Regions from separate parts of the Sus scrofa genome. Here all the other regions are linked to region 2. The links are chromatin contacts, called in public HiChIP or PLAC-seq and promoter capture Hi-C maps. All regions are on one chromosome and are shown on one strand. The core of a region is the stretch at or near the end of the contact, and the rest is flanking DNA. Distances in the headings are between cores, read along the strand shown.

What was found. Promoter capture Hi-C pulls out the DNA fragments that hold promoters and counts their contacts. HiChIP or PLAC-seq counts read pairs in DNA pulled down with a chosen protein or histone mark.
Region 1: a promoter capture Hi-C map of liver shows a contact between it and region 2, with 6 times the contacts expected there. The contact joins the enhancer-like site here to the promoter of GGCT in region 2. A contact is called at or near these places in 2 of 5 promoter capture datasets (fetal skeletal muscle and liver), 10 of 47 Hi-C or Micro-C datasets (embryonic fibroblasts, fibroblasts, heart right ventricle and 5 more) and 2 of 2 datasets of contacts at active chromatin or transcription factors (alveolar macrophages and skeletal muscle).
Region 3: an H3K27ac HiChIP or PLAC-seq map of alveolar macrophages shows a contact between it and region 2. The contact joins the enhancer-like site here to the promoter of GGCT in region 2. A contact is called at or near these places in 1 of 5 promoter capture datasets (fetal liver), 13 of 47 Hi-C or Micro-C datasets (alveolar macrophages, brain, embryonic fibroblasts and 9 more) and 2 of 2 datasets of contacts at active chromatin or transcription factors (alveolar macrophages and skeletal muscle).

The regions. Positions count from the first base shown.
Region 1 is chr18:42,495,239-42,499,904 of Sscrofa11.1, reverse strand. It overlaps NOD1 (nucleotide binding oligomerization domain containing 1), which reads right to left. Exons shown (of 14, transcript NM_001114277.1): 13 at 3,531-3,614. Among named protein-coding and RNA genes, the nearest start is that of NOD1, 33 kb to the right of the region's middle. Within about 2 kb of position 2,569, at least 9 of the 83 cell types and tissues checked have an H3K27ac peak or open chromatin away from gene starts, as enhancers often do. A contact at or near this core is called in alveolar macrophages and liver, where this site is marked.
Region 2 is chr18:42,407,481-42,412,131 of Sscrofa11.1, reverse strand. GGCT (gamma-glutamylcyclotransferase) reads right to left here and starts at 1,398. Exons shown (of 3, transcript XM_003361377.3): 1 at 1,001-1,398. The coding sequence starts at 1,141.
Region 3 is chr18:42,532,197-42,537,070 of Sscrofa11.1, reverse strand. No RefSeq gene overlaps it. Among named protein-coding and RNA genes, the nearest start is that of NOD1, 70 kb to the right of the region's middle. Within about 2 kb of position 3,355, at least 3 of the 83 cell types and tissues checked have an H3K27ac peak or open chromatin away from gene starts, as enhancers often do. A contact at or near this core is called in alveolar macrophages, where this site is marked.

The DNA of each region.
Region 1 (4,666 bases), core at 1,320-3,819, 87 kb before region 2:
GAAAACACCAAAATCACAACTATTAAATAACCATAAGCAAAAAAGACTGGAAACTACAAAAAAAAAAAAAAAAAAAAAAAAAAAAGAATACACCTAAAGGCAAAAAAGCCACAACAAGACGGTAGGAGGGGTGCTTTCATGATATAAGCCAATCCCATACTCAGTGGGTTGGCAATCTATACACTGGAAAATAACCGTATCACAGAGACTGTCCCCCAGGAGTGAGCGTCGTGAACCCCATGTCGGGGTCCCCAGCCTGACAAGGCCAGCCGGACTTGAGGGCAGGAGCCCCACAGGACTGGGGGAAACAGAGAATCCCCTCTTGGAAGGCACATGCAAGCTTCCATGTGCACTAGGTGCCAGGTTAAAGGGGGGACTTCATGAGAATCTGGGCCAGACCTCCCTGCAGGTCTTGGAGGGGCTCCTAGGGAGGCAGGGCTCAGGCAGCTGTGGCTCACTGTGGGAGCAGAACACTGGAGGCAGAGGCTCCAGGGCATCAGCATGAGCTCCCCTGGAGGCTGCCATTTTGGAAAATCCGGGCCCCACCCAGGAGCCCCCAGGGCTGAGAATCCGCAGGCCCAGCAACCAATAGGGTGGGAACACTGCCCTACCCCTGCGCAGACAGGCTGCCTTAAGTCCTCCTAGGCACACAGCCGCCTCTAATCACACCCCTTGACACGGCCCTGCCCACCAGAGGTACAGGACCCAGCTCCACCCACCAGTGGGCCAGCACCATCCCTCCCACCATGAAGCCTACAGGAGCCCCGGGATCCACTTCATCCACCAGGGGGCAGACACCAGAAGCAAGGGGGCCACACCCCTGCAGCCTGCAGAAAGGAGACCGCAAACACAGAACGCCAGACCCAATGCAACGGCAGACACACATGCTCCAGGCGAAAGAACAAGACAAATCCCCAGAACAACCAAGTGAAGTGGAGATGGGCAACCTAGATGAAAAAGCGTCCCCCTTTCCAGCACGCGTCATGACTGGAATTAAATAACTACTTGAATAATGTTTTCCTTGACTGTTTATCTCCCTCACTAGATGATAAACCTGTGAGAACAGGTCCACGCTGTTCCCACTGGATTCTTGGTGCCAACACACCGCCTGGCACCCAAGCACTTTGTTGTCTCACAAATGAAGCACTGAAGCTCAGTGCCGAGTCATGGGGACTCAGCAGTGACCATGACACAGGCCCGACCGTCAAGGAGCTCCCAGACAGCCATTACCATGGAGTGTAGTAAATGCTATCAATTGCAATGTCAGGTCATTGAACGCTTCCATTTCTGTCTTTGAAGGCAGAACTCACTGCGGGTCTTCTAACTTCAAGTTCTTTTTGGACAGGGATGAGGCAGGAAAATGGCAGGACCGATGATGAGTCCGGGGAGATGGTTCAAGGTCATCTGTGCCAGTGGTGGCTCCAGACAGAGATGCTCCCTCATCCCCAGCCCTGGTCCCATGGAGTCACATACCTGCGACGAGCCAGGGACTGAAGTGGAGATGCTCCTGGGCCAGGCCCCGAGCCCTCGGTCTTGCCCTCTTCTCTGACTCCTCCTGACACACCTGCACCTCCTTCAGCCTCTGCACAGCCTGCCTTGAAGCTAGACATCTGGTCCTCCAAGAACAGTTCCTTGCGTGGGAACAGTGGGCCTTGGAGGCGGGGAGGGAGCAAGGCCCATTTTCAAGCTGGACAGAATTCAAGCAGCTGCCTATCCTCACAACCATTCTAACCAGCCGCTGAGAACAAAGTCAGCTGGGGTCCAAAGCTGTTCTGCAGCCTGGCCTGTCTCCCTCTTCTCCCCCTCTGCCTGCTGCCCGTGAAAGACAGAGGCATCAGGAAACAGGGCGGTTCCAGGGGAGGGATCGCAGGCTGAGGGTGGCTGGAGATGAATGCAAACTAAAACCCCGTTGGCTCTCCAGGGCCTTCCAGGCTGAGAAGCAGGCTCAGCTTTGCAGGTGCACCCACTCCAGCCCCTCCACTGAGCTGGCTGGAGCTGGGCTCTCCTCTCTGGGACAGTGTTTGACTGTGACCCCAAATAAGAACAGCATTTTACATTGTGAAGCAGCCTCTGTGCATATGCACATACCCACATCTGAAACAAGATTATGAAATAATATCATACTATGCATAGAGCATTCATCTGCCCCATTTCATTTTTTAAATAGTGCTGGTTGCAACCCACCAAACTGATCTGATGCTTCACTAACAAGTTCCAAAGCAAAGGTTTTTGTTTGTTTTTTAGGGCCACACCCACGGCAAATGAAAGTTCCCAGGCTAGGGGCTGACTCCGAGGAGCTGAGGGGGCTGACCTATGCCACAGCCACAGCAACACCAGATCCGAGCCTCATCTGAGACCTACACCACAGCTCACGGCAATGCCAGATCCTCTGACCCACTGAGTGAGGCCAGGGATTGAAGCCACATCCTCATGGACGCTAGTCAGCTTCATTACCCCTGAGCCACAATGGGAACTCAAGCTTAAAAACCACTGCTCTAGGAGCTGAGGTCAGGGAGCTAGCTGGACCTTGATTTATTTGTTTTGGCTGTGAAATTCTCCCCAGTCGTAAAGAATTTAAGTACTGGCGTTAACGAGTAACTACTCCCTGAGCTAAAGGTTTGGCTCACCGTGAGGCTGTTCTGGAGACCTCAGGGACCACGGTGGAAGCAGGAACTCCTGTGGTCTCTGTCCCCAAGGGGAACCCAGCCCCATCCCTGGCAGGTTCTCCACGCAGGTCTGAGCCTCACCCTGTGCTGGGCTGTCTCAGGCCAGGCCCAGGTTAGACAGCAAATACCAGAGTGCTTGAGGGTCTAGGTTCAGGGACATGGAGCCCCCTGTTCTCAGCTCAGTTATACCAGTACTCAGAAGCAATCAGGGCCCTTTCTGTCCAGTTAACTGCTGTTTCCCTAGCACTTAACTGTTGCTGATGGGCTGTCCGGCCACCGCTTATACGACGAGCCCAGTCCCACCTCGGGGCCGTATGTGTCCTGTGGGAGGTGCAAGAAATGGACTGAGGCTCGACTCTGCAGTCAGGCCGATGGCCTGCTTTCCTCTGCCAGCAAAAGCGAGTCCTCAGAGCAGAAACCGGAAGTCAGAAAAGACCACCCTCTGCCCAAATCCAGCCTGGAAGCCCAGAGAAGCAAAGAAGGAGCTTCAAACTCTGGGCCAACACGGCCAACAGGCATGTTTGGATCTCAGAGAGATTCACTTTCAGGGGGATGCCCTCTCCCGGTCCATTTGCCCCCAAGCAGCCCAGGACTGCAGGCAGGATGCAGGGCTGGGGAGGGGAGCCCCCACTATGGAGGCAGAGTGTGGGCTGAATTCCAGCCTCTCCTCTTCGGTGTGACCTTGGTCTGGGCCTCAGTTTCCACATCTGCGAAACAGAGATGATACTACCTCCTTCACAGAGGGTTGAGAAGATGAGAAGTAAAGCGAGACTGCCCCCCAGTGTGTGTGGCATACAGCCCGTGGTGCTGAGTCACCCGTCGTCGTTAATAGAATTATTGCAACAAGCAGTGCGTCGGTCTTACCAAATCTCCATTATGCCAGTGTTGTTCTGTAAGGCATTCGCCAGCCGGGCAGTCCCTCTGGCTGTGATCTGGTTCTGGATAAGCCTGAAAGAAGAACATATCTCTTGTATGAAAATAATACTGGATTAAATCCTCCTGCTTCGCTCCGAGGTCGGAAGGGTGTGATGGGCTACAGGACAGACGGGGCAGAGGAAGAACCGAGTCCGTGCGACCTTTAATCTGGCCAGGCTTATCTAGATCAGGCCCATGAGAATCAAGGTCATACGTTACAATGATTAATTTTCCTGTCTATTTGGGACTGAGTATAAGGTATCTATACATTCACATGCAGGTAGTTTAATACATGAACACACACACACGTGTGTGTGCTTGATGTTTTTCATCGCGGACCCAATCGAAATGGTTTGGAGACCACCAGTCTGAACAAAAACTCGGTTCATCTGGGGAACAGGCAGTCTGATGTCCACTTCCAGGTGGCTAAAGAAAGGCAGTTTGTTTTGTTTTTGCTTTTTTAGGGCCACACCTGCGGCAAATGGAAGCTCCAAGTTCCCAGGCTAGGGGCTCAGATCAGAGCTACAGCTGCTGGCCTACACCACAGCCACAGCAACACCAGATTGGAGTCACATCTGTGACCTACACCACAGCTCACGGCAACACCAGATCCTTAACCCAGTGAGTGGGGCCAGGGATCAAACCAGAGTCCTCACGAATACTAATCGGGTGCATTACAGCTGAGCCACAATGGGAACTCCTTTTTTGGGGGGGGTGGGGGGCAAGGCAATGTTTAAAGTTAAATAGTATTTAAAGAGCTGGCCATTCTCTTCTTTGGGGGAAACACAGGTTTCCAAGATGGTCCCATGTCCTCTCCACCATTCGAGAGGGAGGGAGGAGAAACAGGTCGGCTGCTACTCGTGGGTCCCAGTGAAAAGCACCCCATTCTGCTGGGAAGCAGTCATCCCAAGGAAGCAAAGGTTGCAGATAGAGCTGGGAAGTTGGGGCAACTCCTGAAACGCTCTCCTGGGAAGCTATGCTTCCAACTCACCCAGGAAACACCTGCAGCACAAGGCATCGATGTGTCTAAGCTTCATCACAGGCTCACTCCTCAGCCCCTGCTATGTGTAGAATTAAAGCTGCTG
Region 2 (4,651 bases), core at 149-2,648:
AGCAAGTGATGGAAGACGCAGTGTCCATGGCTACCAAGGTCAGCGGCCACACAACAGTGGCCTTCTGGGCTGGTTCTGTCTGTGATACTGGCTCTATTACAGGCTCGCTTTATGCCTGCCTATTTTGTCAGCTTTGTGATCCTATCTTCCTGGTCATTCTGTGAGCTGTACAACGGCCTTACAACATATGCTTTTTCTGCTTAAATCAGCCACTCTGTTCCTTCCAGCTAAGAACCCTGACAACCATAGCAGAGGCCATATTTATCCCACTCGACAATGTCAAAAGGCTTTGTAGGCAATTTGTTTGCATGTCTCTCCTATAGACTGGAAGGTCCTGAAAGCAGCCAACTTTACTTAATCACCTTCCTATCTCCAGGTAAGTGCTGGGAGAATAAACACTAAGTGAATGGATGGACTGTGCTGATAGCACTGATTCTTACCAAGGCTCACCCAACCACGTGACTTAACTGAGCACAGCCCTTACTACGAATAAGACGCTGCTCCAGCTTTCAGAACTTCTCAGACCGGGAGCAGGCAAGTGGATTTTTACAAAACCAGGTGACAAGTCCTGGAGCAAAGGCAGGTAAAGAACAGAAAACAAGAGATTCCCTGACCTGAGTCAGAGAAGGCTTCTTAGAAGGACCAACCAAATGGATTTGGTGATGATGCCAGGTCAGTGGCCAAGAGAGAGGAGGCGGGATCTGGGGAGAACTAGCAACTAGTGGGAATAACAGGAGCAGGAGCTCAGGGCAGGCTAGGAGGCGCAGGTGCAGAGTAGCAGAGCTCAGCAGGGTCAAGCATAGGGCCATAGGGCCGAAGGCGAGGGGGGGCCGGCCTGGGTTGTGCAGGGAGCAAGGTGCTCTTAGCAAGAAGAGCAGCATTCCTGGCCTAGGCCTGCATTCCTAGGAGGCCTTGAGAGAGCATCTGCTCAAATTTTGGCTCCCTCGACTGCAGAGGGGCACAGGACGTTGCAGGGGCTGGGCAGGAAGCACTGACTGACCTGCAAACGGGCCACACAATAGAACTCGGCGGAGGGGTTTCGGAGGTGAATCCGCTCCATCAGCAGATTGCTGCCATAGGCGAAGTAGAGAAAACTCTCCTCTTCCTGGCCTCCGCGGTCCTCGCCGCCGGAGTTTGCCATGTCCCACCAGACGCCTGCACGGACCTGGGTCGGCAGCGGGAATGTGTGGAGAGAACTACGAGCACAGCTCGGTGGCCGATGACCCCAGTCCAAGGACCGCGCCGGCTCGCCGCAGCCAGAGGTTAAGGGAAAGGCGGGAAGCGGGGGTCGGGCAAGTCGCCTGAGAGCACCCTTCTGATTGGCTTCCAATACGCAACGCTGTGAGCCGATCCCTCTGATTGGCTAGCCCGCCTCCTCTACGCTCTCGAGGGGATTCTGTAAGGTTCTGCGCTGAGACTAGCCGGAGCTGATTCTTCACCCGATACCCTCCCCTGTTGTCCCGCCCCCGTGCTCAAGGCTCCCTCTCTGATTGGCAAGTGGGCGGGCACTACGCGGGGGCGGGTCAGGTCCTGTGAGCTCCGTTTGCGGGGGCGTGGCGCGCGGGTCCCAGCCAGGTTTTCTCAGTGTTCGGCTGTCCTAGTGTGGTTTTCGACAGATGTGAAACTAAACGCCGGCTCTGGCAAACGCAGGTCCTTCACTCTGCAGTTTGCTTCTATCCCGCCCTCCAGGTTTGGAGGAGTCAGGACCGGCGTGTTCACCGCAGACGCTGGTTCTTGCACCCCCAGGCCTTATCCTCTCCCTGATACTTTTTCTGAGGACCTCAGGCTTCCTGGAAAATCTCCTCTGAGTGTCAGGGGCTCCCTTCTTTGATGGAACCAGCATGCCAGCTTCAAATCCTGGAGCTGCTGTTTGTTGGACATGTAACCTCAGACACATCTCAAGTCCCCGGTTCCTCCTTTTATTTTATTTTATCATTATTATTATTATTATTTATTTAATTTTTTTTTTTTTTTTTTTTTTTTTTTTTTTTTGCCTTTTCTAGGGCCCCTCCCGCGGCATATGGAGTTCCCAGGCTAGGTGTTCTGCAACCTACACCACAGCTCACGGCAACGCTGGATGGTTAACCCACTGAGCAAGTCCAGGGATGGAACCCACAAGCTCATGGGTCCTAGTCGGATTCGTTAACCACTGCGCCACGATAGGAACTCCCCCATTTCCTCCTTTTAAAAGAAAGATCATGTTATAATCACAAGTTATATAACATAAAGTATGATCCCATGTCTCATATGGGATCGTATATGGGCTGTTATAAATATTTTTGAGTACTTTTGTTAATGTTACTAGGTGCAAAAGCTCCAGTGTAAAAATATAGAAATTAATAACAATGACATTAAAAGCCTGTATTGTTAACTTTGAGATGGAAATATTAATATGAACTCAGGGCCTAGAAGCATTAACTATCCTTGGCACCCAGACTTTGATCTCTAAATACTACTTCCCACTAAAAGGTACCCAGGGCCCTTGGAGAAATGGCTGATGCCAGGTCAAGAGCTGGGAAATAATAGAAACACTTGGAACATCTTGTAAAGGAAAGTCAGGAGGTATTAAAAAATGAGGTCATGGAGGTCCCGTCGTGGCACAGCGGAAACGAATCCAACTAGGAACCATGAGGTTGTGGGTTCCATTCCTGGCCTTGCTCAGTGGGTTGAGTATCTGGCATTGCCGTGAGCTGTGGTGTAGGTCACAGACGCGGCTCGGATCTGGCATTGCTGTGGCTCTGGGGAAGGCTGGCAGCTACAGCTCCGATTGCTCCTCCATATGCCCCAAGTGCGGCCCTAAATATACAAACAACAACAACAAAAATGAGGTCCTTTAGGAGATGGAAGCCAGCTTGGAACAATGCCCCCTGGCCAAAGTTAGAACAATTTTAAGCATCAAAAATAAGAATTGCAATTGGTTAACAATGTCAAACATATAAAGGTCATTTCTCCCGAAGAGTAAACCAAATCTAAAAAAAAACAGCAGCTCAAAAAAAAAAAAAACCTCCTTCATAGTACTGGTATAACTATTACACCAACTCTTTCCTCTGAAAAGTGGTAATTTAAGAAAACATTTATTCTGTTTTTCTAGTTGCAGGTGTATTTCAGGGTAACCAACTGTCCCCCGTTGATGAGCAAAGAGTTCTCTTTACAGAAGTATGCCAGCTAAATAATGTAAAATGAATGATGGAATTAGAAATTCACCACTTTGCAGTCCCTAATGAAATTATTGGTTCATGCTGGGATCATCAATGAAACCAACTGGTAAAAGTGTGCCAGGGAACCAGACATTCAGATAGAGCCAAATGACCCTCACTCCCACCCCAGGGATTACTTGCCAGTAATCAGGGGAAAAACCATAATGACTATGGAGAAATCTGGCCCCTCCCACCCTAACCTCAGTTGATTTTATCATCACTAAAATTGGACCAACCTGACATTGTGTGTCTCCTGATGTGATATAATATGAAGCACCAGCATTATTTGTGAAATATTGTTTCCAAAAATCTTTAACCTCAGTATAATCGAGCAGGAACTACAAGGATAGAAGGAAACCATCAGAAAAATCCAGAACAAATGGTGAGACAGACTGTAAAACAAATGGCTCAGTCTCAAATTAACTCAGTGTTATAAAAAAAAAAAAGAAGAAGAAGAAAAGTATTGAGGGAGGGCTGTTTTAGATTAAAAGAAACCTAAGAAACATAACTGCCAATACAATGGCTTGTCCTTGGTTCTGGTTTAATAAACCAGATACAAAAGGGATTTTTGTGGACAATTGGAGAAATTTGAATACAGACTAGGGCATTAGATGATATTAGACAATTGTTTTTCTTTTAGGGATGATAATGGCATTGTGCTTATGTAGAAAAATAAATGCACATATTGGCATATTTAGGAGTAAAATGTTTTCTATCTACATTTTTTAATTATTCAATAAATCAAACTATGGAAAGTGTTAAATGTTAAACTATATGGATGCTTATTCTCTTTTTTCTATATATTTGAACATTTTCATGCTAAAAAGTCAAAAAAGAAAAAAGGTGATATATGTAAAGTGCTTGACGTAATGAACACTCAACAAGCAATAATTGCGTTGTTATATAATCTGCAAATAAGAAGGTTCACACCCTCTTCTGCCCCCTAAACATTAAGGCAGAACTTAACATACATATTTGGTCATTTCAGTAAGCAAGTTGCTTTTCTTGGCAAGCAGTGTTTGATTGCACTATGAATTCCCAAGGTCTCTGCTTCAGAGCACTACCATTTAAAACATCCTTCTGTGTTTTCCGCTGCTTTTAGACATTTAAAATGTATTTATTAATTAATTAATTATTTTAAGGTATTTGACTTCTTTTCCTATACCTCTCACTAATTGTTTATTTTACAGTGACTGATTTTTCTCAACACCATTTTGTGAACATTTTCTGAAGCACTGATGTTTCCTCAGACACCGAAAATCTTGTCCAAAGGAAGCATTTTATTTAGCTTCCCCAAGCAGATTGCCACGTACTGACCCCTGTTGGCCAACAAGAGGCAGTAGATAGCAAGGGGTTTTATTTTTTCAAACTTAACCAAAGCACGGTTAATATTAGTTAACATTCATTCACTGAGCAATTTTTTTTTTTTCTTTTTGGGCTGCACACACAGCATA
Region 3 (4,874 bases), core at 2,106-4,605, 120 kb before region 2:
TTTAAATCATGTCCACAAATTCTCTGGTGTTTCTCCAATCAGGAGGTAAAATACCAACTTCATTTCTCTTGGGGACGGGCTGGCACTATTAATTTCTAACTCATGCAGAAGCAGCGACGCTGGATGACTTCCTGGCTCTCCCAGGAAGCTTTCCCATGGACCAAGTTTCCATGCTCTAAGGAAGCCCCAGGCCATATCAGCTGCCAGACACGTGAGTGAGGAAGCCGACCAGGTGAGTCCAGCCCCTGCTGCTACCAGACTGCAACTGGGCGACACCCTGGGTGAGAGCCGCCTGGCTGTATCCTCAACCCCCAGAATTGTGAGAGATGATACATGGTGTTATTGTTTTATGCCACTAAATTTGGGGTGGTTTTTTTTTTACGCAGCAATCAATAACAGCATCAGACACCTTTGCCAGAAGGGCTGGAGGACACCTACTGGGTTGTCCTGCACATCATCTTTGGCTACTTCTTAAGCAGCGTCCATGGTGTGTGTTTTCTCTAACCTTCCTGTTGACCAGGGTTTCTTACAAGCTTCTCTTTGTCAGTATCCTGATGCATTTGGAAATCTTCGCAGGTACGAGAAATGTATAGACAGCTTTCTGAAAATTAACGAGTAAATTGATCAAATTACTACTAAATTTAAATAAGAGGGAAAGTAGTACAAGTTAAAACAGTTCTTCCGGACAGTTAACCCTTTTCTCTTTAAGCACTTCCTGAATGTCAGTGGCTCATTCTGGACGTTTGTTAGCCAGGTACATACTGCTCAGTTAATATTCAGTTTTGCTTATTATCATAGGAGCTGAAATGGGCAGTGTATATACTGTATAACTGTCTTGAGCAAAGAAAAGAAAAATTAATTTTAGTTGATGGTTCTAATAATTCATCCTTTAGATATTTTACAATTAAATTTTTTCAGCCAGTAATGGACATTGATTGGAGAAATTTTCACAGATACAAGTAGAGCACGAAAGAGAAAACATCGTGTTTTTCCTTTCCCTTTCTCCCCAGGGATTCTTCCCCCCTTAGTGGGTTAGTGTGTCATTCTAGGCTCTTCTGTGCCTGTATATTCATGGGATACCATTATATATTATCGGATCATGTTACTTCCCTGCTGAAAATCCTCCATGGATCCTATTTTACTCAAAGCCACAGCCAAAGTCTACCATAACCTAAAAGACGGCACAGCATCTGGTGTGTGTGCATTCCAGTGGCTCTTTCTCCCCAAGTTGTCCACCTGACCCCCCCACTTGCCTCTTGTTCCCTTGAGGCCACACTGGTCATTTGATGTCCCTGGGATTCAGCAGGTGAGCCCCTGCACCAGGGCCTTTGCACCTGCTCTTCCTTCTGCCTGCAATACTTCCTTCAGGTCTCTATGGGCATCCTTTTTCACTTTTCCCCCTCGGCTTTGGCTGAACTGTTGCCTTATCAGAGAGACCTTTCTTAACCACACAGTACAGTCCAAAAAAGGAATAACTTATCAGCCCTTGGATCTTCCCTCACATTTCCTATTTTCATTACTCTGCTTTCCTCTTTTTCCATATCACATATTTGACAAATTTGGCTCATGAGCCTTAGTTTGCTGACTCATGTTCTAGAAGATTTAGGTGTGATATTCAGTCTATTATCAAGTTCTAATTTTTTAAAATATGGTATGAAGCATGAATTGAATCTCTTTTTTTGTCTTTTTTTTTTTTTTTTTTTTTTTTTTTGGCTACACCTATGGCATGTGGAAATTCCTGGGCCCGGGAAAGAACCCATGCCACAGCAGCAACCTGAGCCACAGCAGTGACAACCCTGGATCTTTAACCCACTGAGCCACCAGGAAACTCCATGTTTTATCTTTTTTGCATACAAATGCCTAATTATTCTAGCACCACTTGTTAAAAAGACTGTTCTTACTCAGATTATATTGTGTCGAAAATCAGGAATTCCCTGGTGGCCTAGAGGTTAAGGCTTGGGTGTTGTTACTGCTGTGGCTTGGGTTGGACCCCTGGCCCAGGAGCTTCTGCATGCCTCAGGCATGGCCAAAAAAAATCAGTTATCCGTATATGTGTGAGTTCATTTCTGGATTGTCTATTCTGCCTCTATTTCTTTCCTTCCCCAGTGCTATATTGTCTTGATTACTGTAGCTTTGTGCTTTGTAGTAAGTCTTGAAATGAGGTAGTTTGAGATCTCCCACTTTATTCTTTTGTTCCCCAAAGCATTTTTGTTTCTCTAGTCCCTCTCCCCCGCTTCCTTGCCTCTTATTACGCTGCCTGGGCTCTCCAGGATGAGGTAAGTGGAAGTGCCAAAGGCAGAGAACCTCACTTGTTCTTGAACTTACAGGGAAAGCCTTCAGTCTCACTATTCAGGTTTGTTAACTGTAGACTTTTGTGTAGATGGCCCTTTATAAAATCGAGAATGCTCCTTGTGTTCCTTTTTCCTAAGACAGTTTATCATGAATGGATATTGAATTTTGTCAAATGCTTTTTCTCTGTCTATTGAAATGATTGTAAGGGTTTTTTTCTCTTTTATTTGCTGACATGGTAGATTTCACTGATTTTTTGAATGTTGAACCAAACTTTCATATATTTCTGGATTCAATTTGCTCATAGTAGTTAAGGATTTTTTTTTTTCTTTTTTGCATCTATGTCCAAGAGGGTTATTAGTCTATAGTTTTCTTTTCCTGCAGTAGCTTTGATTTTGGTATCAGGGTAATGGAAGTGTTGCAAAGTGTTCCTTCCTCTTTTATTTTCTGAGTTGATATAGAGTGCTGCACAATTTCCTCTGTGCTCTGCTGTAGCAGTATCTCACACACTGATACATTGGTTGAAAACAACGATGGGGGTTAGACTGTATTGGGAATATAAATAACATTTATCACATTAGACTTGAACCAACTGCTTGTCCCTTGAGGCTGGCAGATTCCCTGAGTGAAGGCAAAGAATGCTTCCAAATCCGGCTGAAGAGTCTCTGAAGACAACAGACTGGCCATTGCCACATGGATAGCCCCTGTTCCCACTCCTAATGAACCTGTGATGTCTGTACTAGAATGATCTCAGCAAACGAATTTTGTTGGCTTGAGGTCAGATTCCAATTTTTGTTAAGACCCAAGAGTTGGGGTTAATAAATGGGAGGAAAATTCAAATATGCTAAGAGACCTGCCACCTGAAGTATATAAATTGTGTAACAGCTGTCACTTTAAGTTTTTACCAGGGAGGTCAGGTTGGGAATGAAAATAATCTAGCAGTCAATTAGATTTAGAGAAGTAACTGACTGGGAAAAGAAAACAAACCATAAAACACCACCATGAGGGGTTTTGCCTTTTCTTACAGAGAAGGTGGAAGTGAAAATACAACAGTGAGGATTGTGGAAACATTCTGTGCAGCCTTAGGTACTGGCTAGGGGGCACCAGAGTCCGCTAACAAAATTAGCAGGAAAGAAGGAAGAAGAAAATCCAAGCTGTCAGGAAACTAATTTTGCCTAATTCACTCTGCTTGTCATCACCTCTGCGGCACGAGGGCTTTCGGTTCCAGCCTTCACCTGAACATCATCTGCCCAGAGGACTTCTGACACTCAAGAGCTCCTGGAAAGGTCTGTTTCGTCAGACTCAAAGGTAGTTTTTCCTATAGTAGGTAACACTTTTTCAAATTTCTCCTACGTTTTGTCAGGTTTTTTTTTTTTCTTTCCTTTTTTTTTTTTTTTTTTTTTGCATTTTAAGGCTGTGCTTGCCACATATGATGTTCTCAGGCTAGGGGTCGAATCGGAGCTGCAGCTGTCAGCCCACACCACAGCCATACAGGGCAGGATCCAAGCCACGTCTGTGACCCACACTGTAGCTCACAGCAACACTGGATCCTTAACCCACCAATGGAGGCCAGGGATCAAACCTGCAACTTCATGGTTCCTAGTGGGGTTCATTTCTGTGGCGCCATGACAGGATCTCTAGTTTTTGTTCTTTTAGCCTAAGTTTTGAAAATTCAAAAAGAGCTCTCAAAACAGTTTTAAGTTTGTTAAAATTCACATGTCAAATAGGTTCATTTGTTTCTATTTTTCCTCCTTTTATAAGGTGAAGAAGCAAATCACAGATTACCTTGTAGCCATTGCAGGATACCAAAAAAAAAAAAAAGAAAGGCACATTGGAAGTTTTATTCTCAAATTGGGAAGGGCAAAAATAAAGAAGAGCTGACAAGGAAACAAAATAGAAACACAAAACATAGTGAGAAGAATCTACCTGCAAGAAATGTTTGTAAGGGAGTTCCCATTGTGGCTCAGTGGTTAAGGAACCCAACTGGGAACCATGAGGTTGTGGGTTCAATCCCTGGCCTTGCTCAGTGGGTTAAAGATCCAGTGTTGCCGTGAGCTGTGGTGTAGGTTGCAGACGCGGCTCAGATCCCGCATTGCTGTGGCTCTGGTGTAGGCCGGCGACTATAGCTCCGATTGAACCCCTAGCCTGGGGACCTCCATATGCCGTGGGAGAGGCCCAAGAAATGGCAAAGAGACCAAAAAAAAAAAAAAAAAAAAATGTTTAGGAGTTGCCATCTTGGCGCAGTGGCTAACGAATCCAACTAGGAACCATGAGGTTGTGGGTTCGATCCCTGCCCTTGCTCAGTGGGTTAATGATCCGGCGTTGCCGTGAGCTGTGGTGTAGGTTGCAGACGCGGCTCGGATCCGGCGTTGCTGTGGCCCCTGCGTAGGCTTGGCGGCTACAACTCCGATTCGACCCCTAGCCTGGGACCCTCCATATGCCGTGGGAGCGGCCCAAGAAATGGCAAAAAGACAAAAAAAAAAAAAAAGTACTGGAGGAGTGCCCGTCGAGGCTCAGTGGAAACGAATCCGACTAGGAACCATGAGGTTGCGGGTTCCATCCCTCGCCTCGCTCAGGGGGTTAAG